2 separate regions of the Hordeum vulgare genome follow, and region 1 is linked to region 2. A link is a contact called in public Hi-C data. All regions are on one chromosome and are shown on one strand. The core of a region is the stretch at or near the end of the contact, and the rest is flanking DNA. Distances in the headings are between cores, read along the strand shown. Region 1 holds the start of LOC123440953 (cytochrome P450 94A1-like). Region 2 holds the start of LOC123440951.

What was found. Hi-C and Micro-C count contacts between places; a contact is called where the count stands out from the background.
Region 1: a Hi-C map of leaf shows a contact between it and region 2, with 9 times the contacts expected there. The contact joins the promoter of LOC123440953 here to the promoter of LOC123440951 in region 2. A contact is called at or near these places in 3 of 6 Hi-C or Micro-C datasets (leaf and seedling).

Annotation. Positions count from the first base shown.
Region 1 is chr3H:598,344,464-598,349,022 of MorexV3_pseudomolecules_assembly, forward strand. LOC123440953 (cytochrome P450 94A1-like) reads left to right here and starts at 2,631. Exons shown (of 1, transcript XM_045117491.1): 1 at 2,631-3,892. The coding sequence starts at 2,908. The coding sequence ends at 3,633.
Region 2 is chr3H:598,037,306-598,041,985 of MorexV3_pseudomolecules_assembly, forward strand. It overlaps LOC123440951, which reads left to right and starts at 2,322. Exons shown (of 6, transcript XM_045117489.1): 1 at 2,322-2,472; 2 at 2,552-2,638; 3 at 3,022-3,207; 4 at 3,791-4,003; 5 at 4,118-4,264. The coding sequence starts at 2,332.

The DNA.
Region 1 (4,559 bases), core at 1,381-3,880, 310 kb after region 2:
CTGGATCTGATTCGTTCAAGAGCAAGGGCTTCACTTTTGATGAGTCATCTTGAAGGTCCGCAAAGCTGTAAATCAATGATTGAGTTCCGTCGAGCTTAGGTGAGAAGGTGATTCATCTTTGGGAAACACTTCCTATCAGAAGTCTGATTAAAAGCTTTTGTCATACGAGTTCGAGATCGTTGATTCTTTTATAATCTCACGGTCCATATATCTCTATACGAATCTCCCATGCCGTCAACTAATCCCACATTTAATACAAGGAGTAAATCTTGCCTGCAGACCATCCTAACAACCTCAACACGTCATGGGCGAGTAAATCTCTCTTGTCTGACCCATCCACCCCACATCGTCTTGAATTCCATTGTCAAGCTCATCCCTAATCTCGGTCACCGCGACGGCTAGATCCGCCGCCATCCTCCTCCGCACCAAAAACTAGCTACTACTACTGCTGATCCACCTCCCCGGTGTGTTGTCCCATGGCTACTGCTGATCCACCTCGTCGGTGCACCGTCCCGCCGCTGCTCTGTCATTCCCTGATCTGAACCTCCTTCGTCGCCCCGGTCCCCTGCTAGGCCTGCCCCGTCGCCATCGCTCCCACCTCGTTGGCGCGTCGTATTGGTTCGGCAAAGAAGCTCCGTGCGAATCCCAGCCCCCCCCCCCCATCCGGCGCGCACATGTACTCATCCTCGACCTAGGGTTAGATTTATTTCATCTTTGATTTCACCTTTGTTTTGATTTGCATTACTACTTTGGTTGCAATGCTTGCTTCGATTAAATTTGTTGAGTATACGCATGTTATACCCGATGCTTGGAGAACTCTCGTTCAAGATCGAGGTTGGGAAAATCTTCTGAATATAGGCTCCATCTCAACTCCCAATGGTCTCGTTGAATGGTTAATATACAAGACTGATCTGGAGGTATGTGAATTCAGAAATCCGTGTAACAACACTAGTATTCTATTTACTAAAGAAATGATTGACAAAGCTCTAATTCTTCCTCCAGGTTATAGAGATGTGGTGCTCACAACCAAGCACGAACAATTACCACACCGAGATTTCTATGCAATTGTTTGAAGCATTGTAGTTGTAGAGTTATTCTCTGTCTCTCTTGGATTTTTCGTCGGGAACGTCGCATGGTTATGTACTCTGATTGCAGGAAGCACATAAGAAGCTAGTAAGAATCAACACACACCTTCAGGTAATATGTTTGTGTGTCAAACGCCCTGCAAGGGATATTTTCATTGTTTGAAGCACTGTAGTTATAAAGTTCTTCTCTGTCTCTCTTGGATTTATTCATCGGATTTTGCTAACTTCATCATATGATGACGCACTCTGAATGCAGGAAACACGTCAGAAGTTAGCAAGAAACTTCATTTCTATCCACATGGCGACACTGCAAGGGACTGGGTCCTCACATTTTTGCTTGCAATTTGTGACACCCTTGTAGATGGTGTAGTGCTTCCTTACGAGCATGGAAGCAAATTCAAGATTTAATGAAGACACGTGCTCATCATGGTGGAAACATTCCCCACTTTGTTTGAACTTTTATTATTTTTAGTGGGAATATATATATTTGTATGGAAGCAATTCTCTAGTCTAAAAATAGGATCATAATCATTTGGAAGCAAAATATTAGATTTGGAAACAAGGCGTCATTCTTTTGTACGAACGCAAATTTTGATTTCACTGGATTCATATTCCAAATTCTATAGAAGCAAATGCTCACTTTTTTGGATCTACATTTGTATGGAAGCAATTCTCTAGTCTGAAAGTAGGATCATAATGATTTGAAAGCAAAATATAGAGCTTTGGAAGCAAGGCGTCTAACGCAAATTTTGATTTCTTTGGATTAATATTCCAAATTCTATGGAAGCAAATGCTCACTTCTTTCGATGCAAATTCCAAGTTCTTCAAAAGCAAATTCGTGTTTATTCCGATGCAGATACCATTTTAATTCTTTTCAGAGAGTCCATAACAATGGTAAAACAAATGATGCAAGTATGAAATTGATGTCTACATTGTGATTAGACGATGCAAAATAAATTGTCATGTTGGACCAAAAAAACACCAATTGAAAGAATCTCCAGTTGACATGGAAGCAAATTTAACGGTAAAAGCAAAATCAATTGGTATGCTTTCACTCTTAGCACGAACTTGGTGATGAACAATAGGATGCATCAGATGCGCATCCGGTTTGCTAGATGCACCATTTCCCCTAACGCAGATTTTGAAGCACAGAAGAACCAATAAGAAGAAAGTTATTGCTAGTGAAGTGATTATCTCGGAGTAGTTGACCAAAACAAATTGCAATTAATACACTGCATGCTAGCTACCTAGGCTCACGTCTCCAATCTGACGTATCACGAGACTTTAATCCAACGATCCAGCACTACTCTGATAAAAGGCAACCATCAGTAGTCTGACCGCTAGCGCTTCCCTTCATCTTTTTTTTCTTCGATAACTCCTATGATGGTATCGAAGGCAGATGACATGCGTTGTTGTCAAATTCAGAAATGTTCTGCTATCTTTTTAGTTTTATCTATATGTTATTTATATTTTGATTTTTATGATACCAACGAGACATTTATTGTCAATAAAATACATTTATTTCGTACTTAGGAGAGCATCCATCGATCCTCCTCCTAGCTCACGCGTATCTTCCCCGGCTCCGGCTCGACCGTCGCTCGACCACCGCTGACAGATGACGCACACCGAGCAGAATTCGACGACCGCCGTGTTGGTCTTCGTCTTCCCTGATGCGATCACAAACTCGACCCATCTCCGTCCACAAGAAAAATCCGCGTTTATCACAAGACTAGGACTGTACTGAAAAGATACCGACCAACCACCACACCGCCAATCATGGTGGTCATGGACAGGAGCATCGCGCTGTTGCTGCTGCTCTTCCATGTCCTCCTCGCCGTCTACCTCCGTCGGCGCCGTGTCACACCGGCCGCGGCGAGCGCGAACCACTGTCCGCACCCGAACCGAGATCTCCTTCGCGCGGATACTCCACCCGACGACACTGGTGTGGAGGGCCATGAAGCTGGCCAACGTCGGCAGCGAGCGGCGGATGCGCGAGGCCATCGGGGTCATCGACGAATACGTGATGGGGATGCTGGAGGCAGAGCAGCCGCCGTCCCCAGCCGAGGACGGCGAGCGCGAGCAGCACCTCCTGTCGCGGTTCGCGGCGGCGATGGACGAAGAAGCCTGCGGCGGCGAGCTCGGCGCGATGTTCGGCTCGCCAGACGCGAAGCGGCGGTTCCTACGGGACGTGGTGGTGAGCTTCGTGCTGGCCGGGAAGGACAGCACGTCCACCGCGCTCACCTGGTTCTTCTGGCTTCTCGCCGCCAACCCGCGCTGCGAGCGGCGCGTGCACGAGGAGGTCACGCGCACGCCACACGGAGACGACGCCGGGGAGTACGAGGAGCTGAAGGGGATGCACTACCTGCACGCGGCGCTCACGGAGGCGATGCGGCTGTACCCGCCGGTGCCGATCAACACGCGGGTGGCGGCCGCCGGGGACGTGCTGCCGGACGGAACGACGGTGCGGGCCGGCTGGTTCGCCGACTACTCGGCGTACGCGATGGGTAGGATGCCGCGGCTGTGGGGGGACAACTGCCGTGAGTTCTGACCCGAGCGGTGGCTCGATGGTGATCGCGGCGAGTTCGTGGCAGTGGAGGCGGCGAGGTACCCGGTGTTCCACGCGGGGCCGCGGACGTGCCTCGGGAAGGAGATGGCGTACGTGCAGATGAAGGCCGTGGCGGCCGCCGTGATCCGGAGGTTTGCGGTGGAGATGGTGGAGACGCCGGTGAGCATGGACGCGCCGCCGCTGTACGAGTTGGGTGCGACGCTGAGGATGAAGGGCGGGCTCCGCGTGCGGATCAAGAAGCGGGAGGGTCACTTTTAGACAGTACTATCTCTCTGTTCCTAAATGTAAGATGCTTTTTAAGTTCAAATTCAAACTGCAAAAACATCTTAGTACTAGTACCTCCATTTTTTGAACAGTTTTTAGTATAGTAATCTAAATGGTCTTATCTTTTTACGAAAGGAGTATTATTTAGGAACAGTGGTTCTAGTCTATCAACCACGTCTTGGGCTATCTGATGTTTAGACGCTGGGTAGGGGGGAAACCAGGTGCTAGGCGAGACCTACGTTCAGAGCATCTTCAACGCGGGGCGCGTTAAAAACAGTTTGTTTTGAAGCGGCGGTCAGCGGTGGTTTTAATGGACGTTGTAAAATGCAGCGCGGGTGTGTATCTCTAACAGACGCGGTACATGTAGCTCGCGCTATCGCTCAAACAACATATGTTCTTAAATACAAATAAAAATATCAAACACAACTCAAACAAATAGTTTTTACAACTTAAACAAATAGTTTTTACAACTCAAACATACAGTTCAACAATACAACAAATTGTTTATCTTTCAATATAACAAATAGTTCAACAATACAACAATACAACATCAAATGCATAAATCATGATACTCTCTGTCAGCCATTCCATGTCCACCATTCCTCGATGAGATCCTTTTGAAGATCAACATCTGTTTGGGACAC
Region 2 (4,680 bases), core at 1,072-3,571:
AAATACTTTAGAAAAAAGTGTACATTTCAAATATTCTATTATATTGCGCGTTAATCATTTCAAAATTTTCATTTCGGATGCAACTTTAATAAATATCTTCTTTACATTTTGTATTTTGAAAATGTCTATTGTATATGTTTGCTACCCAATTTTAATTGAGTAGATATGATACATTTATGATTTCATAAAAACTATTATTAGCACTACAGGGGATGCTGATTCATGTTAGCTACCGCATTCTAAACATTACTAGGTAAAACATTTTTCAAAGTTCCATATGAAATTTAAAAACACGAACATTTTTCTGAATCCAGGAAGAAATGTTTTAGGCACAAAATTTTAAAAACCTTCTCCAGGTATATCTTTTGAATCAATGAAAAATATTTTAAAAATGATAACTTGTTTGGGGAAGGCAGACAATCTTTGAAAAATTGGAACAAATTTAGGAAAATTGAGAACAAAAATAAACATTCTAAACAACTTTTGAGAACAAGAACAAATTATGAAACTCCAAACTTTTGATGAGGAGTACAATTGGAACACATTTTTAATTCGAATTTATTTTTTAAAATGAGAATAAAAATTAACTTGCTTACAAATTTTCAGAATAAAAATTAACTTGCTTACAAATTTTCAGACTAAAAATTAATACTCCGAACAATTTTTGAAAACATGAACAAAAATTGGAAAATTTTGCATCTTTGGTACAATCTATATTTTCGCGAAATGGATCATAATAAAATAATAAAATGGATTTTAGGTATCTAGGGAAGATTCTACTTGGAAGTAACTATTTCCTAGATACCTATGGTACTTCATGGTTGAATGAATCAAAAAAAATCGTTAGATTTCGGTTTTTTGATATTTTAGATTTAGCAATTTTATAAACATTTTTTTTCAAATTCTTATCTATTTTAATTTTGAACATTTTCCAAAATTTGTGATTTCTTTTTGAAATCTTAAAGATTGTCAGAAATTTTGATTTTTTAAATGCAAACATTTCGGAATTTATGAACACTTCCGAAAAGGAAAATAAATTCGAATATAGAAAAAAAGAGGAAAAATGAAAAAGGAAAATGAAAAACAATATAAAGCTGAAAGAAACAACACAAGAAAAAACCGGGTTTAGGGAACCTACTAGAAGGTTCCCAAAACCAGTTGGACCCAGTTGGTAGATCTGGAAGTGGGCCGGACCAGTTTGGTCATTCGCATAGCTGCTTCGTGCCATTGCCCGATAATTCACGGCAACGAACGACGCATAGCGTTTTCCTTCTCTCACAACGACTCTGTCGACCGTGGGTTTGTAAGAAAGGTGGCTATATAGGCTCGCATGCCACGACCCACCCTGGGCTATACGAACCAGGCATGCCAATTGTATGGGTGGTGGCAAGCCGGCATGCGGCCTAGCTCCCCAGCGCGCGCAGGCATGCCCCCTTTGTAAACGTGTCTCCCGATTGCACTTTTAGCCTAGGATTCAGCTTTTTGGGCTGTTTTGGGCATGTATTTGCTCTATTGGGCCATATAAATATAAAAAGTATAAATTAAATAATAAAAAACTAAATGGATCATGTTGTAGTGACACTCGTACCAAGCTTAATGGGTGAGACGCGACCCGTTTATAAACGTATAAGGCGAGGCCCACCATGGGTCGGGCAGGCAGGCTATCGTACCAGAATGATAAGACCGACCTATTTGACGTCTAGAGTTTTTCTTGCAGAATTAGTGTCTGATGGGCCTTTCTCGCCTATCCTTGCCTGCAGGGAGGTGGGTGAATAATTGGGATGTGGGAAAATTCCCCATGCACTAGAGAGCTCAAAATTTTCATCAGGAGCAACACTCATTTTTACTAATCTAAGTGCGTCAGTCATTAGAATTTGACTATAAATATCGATTTAGTAATTTAGATTGAAGACTTTTAAATCATATATTTAGATTTGTCCTGAAAATAATATCTATAATATAATAATTTTCTTGTGTAACTATATATTATGGCAAAAGTTAGTGGCCTTAGATCTTGTATATCGTGTGGACATCTAAAAGGGCATGTATTATTTGTGTTCTCCTATTAAAATATGTACAATCAATAATATGTTCTCTACATTAATTTTTCAGATTGTACGATGAAATACCTTGATATTCATGTAATAAATGACATGCAGGCAATGCTATAAGTATCATATCTTCTACAATTTAATAATATGCTTTTTATATACGTATATAAAATATGATCATTCGTGGCCATCATTTAATTTATGGTAAGCTCGAAACCCTATATATATATATATATGTTTGTATATGCACAATGAAAATCTACCATTCGAGGTTCCGAGAATGAAAGAAAGGCGAGGTATTAGAGTGGTCCTTGTACTGTTATATCTTGTTCTAGGCACTAGAGGAAAAGGTGCAAAAACTATAATACAATGGGAAAATACTAGCGAGATCCTCACATACCCACAAGTTAATAAAACCATGGTAACAACAATTATACATATTTTTTTTTGTGTATTTAGCTTTTTTTTGTGCCTAACAAGTAGAGGAAACATCAAACTAGATGCAAGATGGAGATGTCTATGATTGTATTGATGTGAATCGGCAACCCGCCTTTAACCACCCATTTTTGAAAGACCACAAAATTCAGGTAAATTACATTCATAAATATATGATTTATATTCATTCTTTGTTTCAAATTATTGTCGATAATTAACTGTAAGTTATTTCAGATACATGTATTTTATCTAGGTAGCAATTTATGAAAATAGAGCATGAGTTTTTTCATAATACTTTTATTGAAGTATAGTATTTCATAGCATAGATTGCTCTATTCCCTTTGAGATTGAAATCATAATTGTCATCTATTCATACTGTACTTTTTAATCATAAATATAAAAATGACTGAAATTAATATATCTTGTGCTATGTGACCTTTGTCTCTGATGAATCAAATTACACAATTAGTGTTTTGATGTTGTGTTCGCCATATATAAATGATTATAAGGTGATAAAATTTTCCTTGACAATTAGATGAAACCAAGTTCTTTTCCAGTCGGAGTGAATATAAATTCTCCGGTCCTACATGTCGCCTCACAAGCAGATTTGCCTATCGTCGAATGCTCAACAGGAATGGTTCCAATACTACGTAGTAGTAGAAGGGACCAAACAACAACACACAATACTGATCAAGTTATTAACAAAGATGTACAAATAGAGGTGAGTTTCCTATTTTTATTTTCAGTATGACAATGTTTTCATAGCTTGTTTATGCAACTAAAATCAAGGCAACATATTAAAATTATTTCCAAAATATTATTCGATGCAAATTCATCTTAGAATGCCAATGCAAATTCATCTTGGAATGCCAGTCTTCTGATGAATGTTTTAAGGTGAACATATGGTGGCGTGTCACAAAATCAATAATTTGAACAACTAGTCGCCAAACAGAAAGTTGGAATAAATAGAGACATAGGAGGAGGATATATTATATATTCTCTATCGATATATTATATATAAAGGGTATTTGAGTACTTAGTATTGAATTTTATACCATACATCCGTACATAGTACTTTCTACTAAATAATATTTTTTGCATCAATATACTTTAATCATAATATGGAGGAATTTCATTTATTTTACAATGTATATCTAATACTAGCTTTAGGGGGTTGATCTATATTGTTCTCTACCTCTCAGGTTACAACATTCAATTATAATGATTGATCTCACAACTCATATGCTATATTAGACTTATATCTAGTCATCACATCAACCAACATTAATCATTTTTTCTTGTAGGAGGCAGGAATAAGATATTCGGATGATTTATATGGGGTCCAAGCTAAAATAAATGTTTATGAGCCAAAGGTTTATAAAGATGGTGATAGTTACAGTCAAACAGGGATTCAAATTGGCAATGGACCAAGGGGTCATTTTGACAGTATTACAGCTTTTTATTCTGTATCTCCAAGCTACTTTGGTGATAGCTTTGGAAGGTTTCATGTTGGTTGGGTAATACATAATTCTTTTGATTTACATTATGTTATCAAGTGCATCAATTTTCTATTTGAAGTACAAACACAATTTGAGATGAATTTTATTTACCTTTTGTAAACTTGGTAACAGCGTGGTGGCATATCAAACAAGGTTTGCGTTGATCACAAGTGTCCTGGATTCGTTCAAGTTAGCTACAATGTTGGCCTTGGTGGAAAATTACAACATGTTTCAGTCTACAATGGACCACAATATGCAATAGACCTTTTCATTTTCAAGGTATTCTCTTCTTCATATAATTATTTATTTACTTATATAAGTTATACGTGTGTTGTATAAAAATTGTGTACTTACATGATTTACTGAATGTGCATAAGCAATTTAGGTAGTTTTTTCAACACATCAATTTAGGCAGTTCACTATGATATCAATTGAGTGAATTAAGATAGTCACAAATTGATTTGCTTCCTGTCATTTCAATTCACATACTATCATTTCTCCTGTCATTTGTTTACAATCAATTCATTGCGCATAATCCCGCATTTGAAAAATCATCAACAACATGGAAAAAATAAACTTACCAGTTTCTAGACAATTAAAATAACAGATTACTAATAAGCAATATCAACGTGAAAGACCAATGAATTCAAAGGTTTCAATATTATATTCTCCTCATTTACATCCCTTCTATTTGA